2 separate regions of the Mus musculus genome follow, and region 2 is linked to region 1. The links are chromatin contacts, called in public promoter capture Hi-C maps. All regions are on one chromosome and are shown on one strand. Each heading gives the region's core, a stretch centred on a gene start, on an enhancer-like site or on the middle of the called end of the contact. The rest is flanking DNA. Distances are from core to core; before and after follow the strand shown.

What was found. Promoter capture Hi-C pulls out the DNA fragments that hold promoters and counts their contacts.
Region 2: a promoter capture Hi-C map of pre-B cells shows a contact between it and region 1. The contact joins the promoter of Nkx2-1 here to the enhancer-like site in region 1. A contact is called at or near these places in 7 of 39 promoter capture datasets (the 3T3-L1 cell line, the C10 cell line, cranial neural crest and 4 more), 4 of 484 Hi-C or Micro-C datasets (the AML12 cell line, embryonic stem cells, nephron progenitors and 1 more), 5 of 115 datasets of contacts at active chromatin or transcription factors (embryonic brain, embryonic forebrain, embryonic midbrain and 2 more) and 2 of 9 other capture datasets (adipose tissue and liver).

Annotation. Positions count from the first base shown.
Region 1 is chr12:56,262,483-56,267,368 of GRCm38.p6, reverse strand. It overlaps Gm19990 (predicted gene, 19990), which reads right to left. Exons shown (of 4, transcript NR_045048.1): 3 at 3,425-3,462; 4 at 988-1,927. It overlaps Gm46351 (a long non-coding RNA gene), which reads left to right. Exons shown (of 4, transcript XR_001780618.2): 3 at 1,319-1,424; 4 at 2,215-3,348. Among named protein-coding and RNA genes, the nearest start is that of Gm46351, 11 kb to the left of the region's middle. Within about 2 kb of position 2,083, at least 3 of the 459 cell types and tissues checked have an H3K27ac peak or open chromatin away from gene starts, as enhancers often do.
Region 2 is chr12:56,534,710-56,539,595 of GRCm38.p6, reverse strand. It overlaps Nkx2-1 (NK2 homeobox 1), which reads left to right and starts at 2,688. Exons shown (of 3, transcript NM_009385.3): 1 at 2,688-3,287; 2 at 4,523-4,886. The coding sequence starts at 4,536. Gm26973 (a long non-coding RNA gene) reads right to left here and starts at 2,406. Exons shown (of 6, transcript XR_872771.2): 1 at 2,090-2,406.

The DNA.
Region 1 (4,886 bases), core at 834-3,333:
CTGCTAAGATTTAAGAACCACTGTTATAGGGTAAGCATTAGGTAATTATAAGTCAAGGCAGTATCATCCATATATCAGTGAAGGCCTAGAACAAATTAAGTGGACAGGAATTTGGTAATAGAGGTGGTAGTGTAGTCACCTTGACTATGCAGATTAGGGATGTCAATTAGGCAATCTGGTATGATATATGCCACTCCACCATCACCAACATTAAGTCAGTTGGCTTGACTGTTCAGGTAGGTGCCTCTTTTCTCCTTAGCACTCATTATGTGCCCTTCCCAGAAATAGTCTCTTGGTGGAAGAGTTTGACCTTCTCTGTGGAGTAGGAGTGACCTTTGGTCAAGGATGCATGAGTAACTGTGCTCCTCTGCCAGAAACTCCAAAACAAACCCCTCAAAGTGGATGGGGAAGGTTCCATCCCGCCAGGCTACCCAATGGAACGGCCTATTTTCAAAAACAGTGAAAACTCATGGAGTCGCTTCACAAGTAAGCAAAGCAACACTTCTTTTCTAAAGTTGCTGAAATACAACTTCAGATTGTATATACTCATTATACCAAGTATCTGGCATAGTGATGGAGAAAAACAAAGTCTGGACAGAACTCCCAAATGAGATTCAGGCAAATCAATTGACTTCTGTTGGTGACTTAGCATAGATTTGCAGAATGCAAATAGATATGCAGAAAACAAGCTGAAAAGCAACAAGGTTCTTGACTTTTCACTGGTGGTTCAGGTTACCAGTCTAGCTCTGATATCCTCTAATGTCTGTGGTCAACTTGGAATGCAATTTTCATTAGGACTTTGGAAATCATGATTTTCCTGTTACTATGATGGGGGATAAAAGCTTAGGTCCCCTGCCTCGCCAGTTCCTTTGGGCAGTATTCCTTCAGTATAAATGAATAAATAAATACCTTAAAGTGGGATTTTACTCTGATTTGTGGATAAGGGATCAAGACAATAAAATATAGACCAATACTGTATCATTTTATGGTGTTTCTATCAGTTTATTTAAAAAAAATAGTTTCAAACCACTGCAATATCCCAGACCTAATGCTACCCTTTAAGGTATATTAATGAGATTGTCATATAACTATTTAAAAATATAATAAATGATGGCAAGAAGCATTGTGTGGACCTGTATATTGGAATTAGAACCAATTCTTGAGTTTGGGGAATGTTTCTCTGTATAAGTAAGCTAAATTTGAGGTCAATGGTAGGATGAATTCTACAATGGACTCCTGAGTTTGGCCCTTGGGCTTTGTGCTTGTGCAATCTGTCCCTTGGGTAGAGTAAGGCTCATGACTTGTTTCTCATTAACAGAACATACAATGGTGAGGTGAACTCGTAGCTGTAACCAGACTGCATGTACTCATTAGACCAAGTCACTGGCAATAGTGATGGAGAAAATCAGATTGGGAGAGATAAGGTAATATTGACACAACTTTGTGATTGTGTAAAGCTAATGGTGTGTGTTGTGTGTGGGGGGGAGGATAGTAACTCCTTCATTTCCATCTTTGATGTTTTTTGGAAAGAGAACACTCAAAGATGGCCAGATATTAGACAAGAAGCAAAGAGTTCTGTTTATGATTGTTGTCTGAGGTCTCCACAGGATGTCCAAAAGATGCCAAGAACTTCTGTGTAGTCCAGGGCTCAGAGAACTGCTCAGGCAGAGGACAATTATTTGAGGTGTTTTTTAGGGGATATAAACTCTCTTTTTTCCCTTAGGGAGAGAAGTAAAGGAAGAGAACAAATACTATCTGAATTTTGGGGAATCAGCTACAAAGATGCTTTTCTTGGGTGGCGCAGCTCGCTTCATCAGGAACATTATTTGGCCTGCTTGATCGGCTGGAGGCAGCTGGACTCTCTCCTCACACTTCCCTCATGGATCTCAGTGCTCAGAGCGCATAGTAGGCACTGGCCAAACAGTTCCTAGGGGAAAAAAAATGGAGTGAATAAATGTGGAGACTTATCCTTCAAGCACATAAATAAATAAGCCGAGTGCAGGATACCATCTCTTTAGGTAGAAGGCAAATATACAGCTACGTGACTAAAATAGTTCAAACGCCATTTCAGCAGTTTCTGCTGTAGAAATATGCTTGATCAAATGTTTAATCTCTCAGATTTGGAGCACTGATAACGAAGTGAGCCATTGGGGCCCCACATTACAATCAGAAGTTAATTATTGCTCATGCCTTTGGTGTTCCTCGTCGTTTCAGGTCCTTCAAGAAGGTGAACTCCCAGAGAAAAAGGGTCTTAGTGAAGACTGTTGACATCTTCAAAACCTGCATAATGAGCTCAGTGCATTTGTTACTGGACACTGACCCAGACTCACCAGCTGTTAGAGACTCTGGGTCTTTTAGGACTGACTCTTAAAATCCCTTGATGCCTCATTGGGTTTGAGAAGATAATAAATATAACCAGACGAGCTAACTGAATTCAGACCTCTTAGAAAACAAGTGTATGAAAACCCACCCAGAACCTGAAAACAAACAAACAAACAAACAAACAAACAAACAAACAAACAAACCACTTTGCCATTATGAATCATAATCCCCAAAGGACATGTTTGTATTGATTTTCTAGATGCTGTGATAAGGCACCACAAACCACACAGGTTAAATCTCTACATGTGTGCTCCCTCAGTTTCAGAGGCTGACAGTCCAACATAAGGTGTGAACAGCACTCTTACTCTAAAGTTAAGAGATACCTGTTCTTTGTCTAGATACTAGGAACTCTAGATAGTCCTCAACTCATGATTTACAGTATTCTTCTCTACCCATGGCCTCTCTCTCTCTCTCTACACACACACACACACACACACACACACACACACACACACCTATGTCTTCTTGTCTGTCTCTCACAAAGGCATCTGTCATTGGGTGCATATCCTACCTGGGAAATCCAGGTTGAGCTCTTCTGGACATTTGTCCCTTAATTAAATCTACAAAATCTATATTCAAAATTACATGGCATTCTGAGGTTCTAGATGGATTTAGCTCCCTGCCAGCATTCAGCCATTCAAATCCTCATACTAGCCCATAAGGTAAGTAAGCCCAAATATTTTTATATAAAAGATGTAGGGGGTAGAAGCTTGGATTTTTTTCAGAATGTATTAAGTAGTTGTCTAAAATAATGAAGACCTTGACTCTAAACTTATGTCTCCAAATAACCTAATCAGCTACTAAATAATAACCCACATGTTTGGGGGGACTCTAGTCCATGCTGTCATTAATGTTTAAAATAAGATAGAAGGTATAGTTGAGACTAACTCAGTTTGTAAATTCACCAGGTTGTATGACCCAGTCTGCCCAGTGGTCTGGAATGCCATATTGGGAGAATTATGTATGGCCAGAGAAAAGGCTTCTGGTGGCCCAGAGGAGGATAGGATTCGTATGATACCAAAGAAACCAAGTGGCAACCTACCTGCTCTTACACTACCAGGAGGCAATGCTCATCTTTCTCTGTGAGAAAAAAAGATAATATCATGATGTTTCATGCTTTTTCTTATTTTGAAAAATAAGCTGTGGTGTCTCAAAGGGAACTGTTGAGGTTTTGCCTTTTACTGATTATTATAATGCTAAGTAAGGCCCCCCAAGACCTGGAGTCTGCACATAGCCCCTGGGATCCTGTTCCTAAGTTAATTCTGATTGGTAAATAAAGATGCCAACAGTCAATAGCTGGGAAGAAGAAAGATAGGTAGGGTTGAGGCTTCACAGGCCTGGAAGAGGAGGAAGAGGAGGAGGAGGAGGAGGAGGAGGAGGAGGAGGAGGAGGAGGAGGAGAAGAAGAAGAAGAAGAAGAAGAAGAAGAAGAAGAAGAAGAAGAAGAAGAAGAAGAAGAAGAAGAAGAAGAAGAAGAAGAAGAAGAAGAAGAAGAAGGAAGAGAAGCCACTATGGAAGAATGAGCAGGAGGGAGAAGGAGAGCCACCATGGTCTAGGGGCCAAGAGATTGTGGTTCAGATGGCTGCCTGGTTGGAGTTGAGAGTAGCCCAGGTGAAACATAGTGAATAGTGAGTGGTGGCTTGGGGTCATCGATGGGTAGATTCTAGCAGCATGGAGGGTAGGCAGCTGACCAGCTATTGTACTGCCTATGGTATATTTAGAAATATAAAGGCTGTGTGTCTTTCATCTGAGAAAATAAATGGTCTAAGGTGGGTGGGAACCCTGTGCTGGGACATTCCTACAGAAGTGCTAGCACTCAGATCTTCAGAGTCCCTCCTTTGAATCTCTCTTGTCAGCTCATCCATCTTCTCTGTTCTCTGCCATGGAAGACAAAAGTAAAACCTCTGGCCATGGCTTGAGGAGAGGATGGGAAACATAACTTCATCATATCTGTTTGTTAATTATAGAATTGGGCCTCTTGTATTTACAGTTCTCCTTTCCATCATTGGCTAGTGTGGGAGGCCATGCCTGCACTTCTGAGGTCAACTCCTCACCCTGTTTCTGGAGACATGTTCAACCTTATGTCAGACCAAAGCAAAGCAAAGCAAAGCAAAGCAAAAGCAAAGCAAAGCAAAGCAAACCAAACCAAACCAAACCAAACCAAACCAAACCAAACCAAACCAAACCAAACTAACATGGAAACAAAAGCCAAAAAAATCTCTCATAGTCCCAGGAGCCAAACAAGCGAAGGAAAGGGGTAAAGAGACAATATTGGATGAAAACGAATAGTTCCTCAGCCCCCTCAGGATGGAAGAAAGCCACAGTAAAGACAATAACATAGCATATTCTCTGAGCACCTGCCATACACCGGGCACTGTGTTAAAGGCTTCCCACATGCAGTCTCATGCAGGCCTCACAGCTTATGAGGGGCTTGCTATTAGAGCTCTCATTATACAGGTAAAACATCGAGGCTGCAGAGGTTAAATAATATGTCTGATTACCCAG
Region 2 (4,886 bases), core at 1,439-3,938, 270 kb before region 1:
CTCATCACCGATTATTTAAGTCACTGACACAGCAAAGTAGGAAGTTGTATGAGGCAGGCTTCTACCACATCCCCACATACAGTGTGTATGCACACATTCATGCACGTGTCCATGTGCATGTATGGTGTCCATGTGCATGTATGAAGGGATTTGCTCCAGGGGATGGTGGGAGCTCACATAATCAGAAAGTGGTAAAGCCAGGTCTCAGACACCAAGATTTCTGAGCTCTACTCCAGGGCATCTCCACCCCCCCCCCCAAGTCCCCCAGCACTAACCTAGCTAATCCAGGACACAAAACTTCACTGGGACACGCCCCCTTTCTCAATGCTTGTTACAAAGTAATTATACATCACTGCAGTGATCTAGTGCTAATATGGAAGCTTCAGGTGGAGACCGGCCATAGATAGGTCGTTAATGGCTAAATACTCTGACCTAGCCTACCAAATATCGGATACAGCATGGGTTCCAAGAGTAGTTGCTAAGTGAATCATGAATTGTAAGATAACATTTTGAACTTTGCAGCATTAGAAGAAGCACATCTAGTGCCCTTGGCAGATGTGAAGGGTTTCATGGGAGTTGGAAGTAAGCAAGCTGAGGTGTAGGTGGCAAGTGGTAGATCTGGTTTGGACATCCTCTCTCTAGCGTTCTACCAGTGAGCTTTCAAAGAGACACTGGAGGGGAAGAAGGAAGTGTCCCTCTGCTACACTGCTGCAAAGACTAATGGTTACTCTGCTCTTCTTCTGGTGAAGCCTGAGTCTCTGCAGCCCTTTGATTCCTAACTAGTGAGATTAAAGAGGACCCTTGGGGCTGAACCAGGGAATAACCTTATGAGGGCTGAGCTCTGTCCTGCTAGCCACAAGGCCAGTCTACTGACAGCGCAGGAGGCACCAGCCATGAGGGGTGGACTAGGTTTTTAAGAATTAATCCACAGCTACAAGAGGGGAAAAAAATATCTCTGGTTTAACCCGAGTGGGTCCTGTTCAAGATGAGTCAGAGAGGCAGCATGCTCTCTAGTCAGAAAGACTAACCTGGTGAGAATTCTCAAGATCTTTGCATGGATGAGTTCAGAGATAAATAGGTGGCTCCCCACCCACCCACCCAACACCCCCCCCAGGCCCCCAAAGGCTCTTGAGAATTCTGGCTTACTCTTGTGGATGTCAGTGCTCATGGGAAATAATCCAGAATGGTGGATGTTTATGAAGGGGCAGAAGTATGGGAAGTTCATTTGGTTCAAGTCACAGAGTGCAACAGAGCCCCTCACCCCCAGTTCTAGATGGGAGCTGTTGGCATTGGTGCCAGCAGGAGAAGTTTGAAGCTCAGTCCAGTTCCCCTCCCCTTCAGGGTAAAGCATGGGGGTTGCCAGGCATCACTCCCCTCGAACTCTGACTGAAGCTCAGCCCCTCACCTAGTGCTGTGCGGCTGGGGATGGGGGCCCCTAGTTACAGTAGGGCTAAGATGCAGCTTGTGTACATTCTCCCAAACTGGCCACCTGCTGGTGTTTTTGAAGGTCCGGGCTGCACGGCTCAGAGACTGTAGAAGATTGAACAAACCTTTCACTCCAGACTAACAGGCCCCCCGAAGAAGCAATGGATTTGATATTAACCACAGACACAGAAATATCGACCTTGTTAGTGAGCTTAATTTTCTTCCCTCAAAGCTTTGGGCGTGTTTTGATGTGCCTGATTTTGCTTAAATCTCACCAAAAAACCTTCTGAAGAATTACCTCCTTCTGTAAGTGGCACTAAAACCGGGAGAGACAAATGACACTCTACCCTTGGTGTTCCTATGACCACCAACAATTATAAAATAACGGGGTTAAATGGAGACGGAGGACCAGGGACTTCCTAAGACGATCCCGTTCCCAATGCTAGCAGATCTGGGTCGCGCCTTCAGACTAGGTCTGCATTATGCTTTGCCTGCCCTTTCTGCCGTTCACTTGATCTAGCGTGGCTTCCCCTCCCTGCACTCTCGACACTGTAGACCAAAGTGCTGTAGCTCATCTTGAGAGCGCCCCCCAGAGAAGTCCCTGGGAAAGGAGAGCGCAGAGCTCTGCTTTCCACTTGTCCTTAGCTACAGAGACACAACGCACCTGGCCGCTTAAAGTCGGGGTTCCCTGCTTCAAAGCCACCTCGGGGGCGGTTCGAAAATGCGGGCCCAGATGGGAGGCCCGCTGATGCCCAGAGCCTTCCTTCCCTTCACGATGGAGGTAGGTGGTGAGGAAAGCTAATGTTAGTTTAGTCGTCGGCTTTGTGTTGAGGGAGTAGAGAGCACTCTTCAAGGAGAGATCTTAAAAAGCAAATAAAACAACTTTCCATACTATAATTGCTATTAATGGAAAGGAGCCTACCCTGCTGAATTAAGTAGTTCAAAACTGCTTGTTCATTATCGGGAGCTCCCTCACTACAAGGAGGGGAAAGAAAATGTGAAAACAAAAACCAAAATCAAGAAGCCTCCTTGACTGGCCGCCGAAGTGTCTAGGAGGCACCTGCCGGGCCAGGAAGCACTCCGCCCTCCCAGCCTCTAGCGCTCCAAGAAAGCTCGAACAGCAGACAAGCAAAGCCAAAACAAAAACAAACAATAACGAAAACGCTTAAATTCCAAGGAGAAAAAAAAAAAAACGGAGGTGGTCTCCAAATCTGTGCCATGCAGGGCTTGGCTGGGTAACCCACTTAGCTGCTGATCCTGACCTGGTAACAGCAATGAGGCTGACGCCCCCGGGCCCGCTAGGGAGCACAGCCCACAGCTCCCCCTTGCCAGGCGCCCAAGGACCCTCAAGGCGCGGGGCTCACACTTGAAGCCTGGGAACGCTCAGACAGGAAACCCACTTCCTCCTAAGCAGTTTCTTCCTAGCCGGATGAGAGGCGCCCAATTGAAGCAGAATGATCCTCATCTACTAATATCCAGCGTGGCCACAAAGCGACCGGCCATTTACGCCGCCACTTTAGACAAAGATATTTGGTTATTCCCGGGGAAGCAAGTGCACTTTTGCATGGCTGAGCTCCGGGAGGAGGCGAGCCTCAGCCCAGCCTCCCGCCCGCTGGGCTGCGGGCGTCGAGATATTCGCCTCCTCCCGGACAACGAGTTCCACCCGGGTTCAGACTCAGTTCCACTCTGCAACGGATCTGCGGGCGCTCACGCGGCTCCCCGCCCGGGCTTTCACTGAAGCATCGGAAGGGAAAACTGCGGGGATCTGAGCTGGGGTGCTGGGACTGGGATGTCCTCGGAAAGACAGCATCAGCTTCTGAAGCCGAAGTATCCAGGCCATGGGCAAGGGTCAGGGGCACCAGGTTTGTTCGAGATGGGGCAACTTCCGTGGTGGACTCTCCTGTTAATCCCCCGCACCCTTAGCCTCGTAGCTCAGAGGGCCAGCGGTGTACTTGCCTGGGCCGGCAAAAGGGGTGGAGAAAGGGAGCGGCGGGGTGGGGTGGGCTGGGGGGGCTGGTCCGCTAGGGAGCCAGGAGCTTGGTGGGGGGTGGCGCGGGGATCGGTGACAGCCTCCCGGAGGCAGTCGTTCCCTTACTCAGCTCCCCCTCCGCCCGCTGGGATTCTCTCGGGTAAGGGGAAAGGGGGCGGGGAGCAGAGGTGTCCCTCTGACGGCGGCGGCAGAAGAAGCAGACAGACTGACAGACACATAGACCAACAGTGCAGCCCCAGGGTTCATCCCCAGACTCGCACACTCTTTTGGTGGTGACTGGGGCTCAGCGCAGCGAAGCCCGATGTGGTCCGGAGGCGGTGGGAAGGCGCGGGGCTGGGAGGCCGCAGCGGGAGGGAGGAGCAGCCCCGGCAGGCTCAGGTGAAATCCCGCTCCCTGCTCCTCAGCCCCCTTCTCCCCCAAAGGCCAGCCCCTGACCTCGGAACCCCGACCAAATTGGACCGCGGTTCCACTTTGTAACTCCCCAAGTTGGTTGCAAAGCAGTATTCACCTTCCGTTCTCCTTTCCATCCCTCCCCTTAGGTTATTCTCTACCCCACCTCTGGCCCTCCCGCTCTCGGTTCCCTCCTCCTTCCCCCCCCCCCGCCTTTTCCTCGCGCGCCACAGGCACCCCACAAAAATGGGGGTGGGGGTGTCCAAGGGAGGGGGAAAGTAATGCTTTGGTTCTCTCTCTCTCTCTCTCTCTCTCTCTCTCTCTCTCTCTCTCTCTCTCTCCCTCTCTCCTTCTTTCTCTCTTTGAGACCTAAAAATCTTGACAAGTGAAGCTTAAAGGTGTTTACCTTGTCATCAGCATGTAAGCTAATTATCTCGGGCAAGATGTAGGCTTCTATTGTCTTGTTGCTTTAGCGCTTATGCCCCGCCTCTGGTGGCTGCCTAAAACCTGGCGCCGGGCTAAAACAAACGCGAGGCAGCCCCCGAGCCTCCACTCAAGCCAATTAAGGCGGACTCGGTCCACTCCGTTACGTGTACATCCAACAAGATCGGCGTTAAGGTAACACCAGAATATTTGGCAAAGGGAGAAAAAAAAAGTAGCGAGGCTTCGCCTTCCCCCTCTCCCTTTTTTTTTTCCTCCTCTTCCTTCCTCCTCCAGCCGACGCCGAATCATGTCGATGAGTCCAAAGCACACGACTCCGTTCTCAGTGTCTGACATCTTGAGTCCCCTGGAGGAAAGCTACAAGAAAGTGGGCATGGAGGGCGGCGGCCTCGGGGCTCCGCTCGCAGCGTACAGACAGGGCCAGGCGGCCCCACCGGCCGCGGCCATGCAGCAGCACGCCGTGGGGCACCACGGCGCCGTCACCGCCGCCTACCACATGACGGCGGCGGGGGTGCCCCAGCTCTCGCACTCCGCCGTGGGGGGCTACTGCAACGGCAACCTGGGCAACATGAGCGAGCTGCCGCCTTACCAGGACACCATGCGGAACAGCGCTTCGGGCCCCGGATGGTACGGCGCCAAC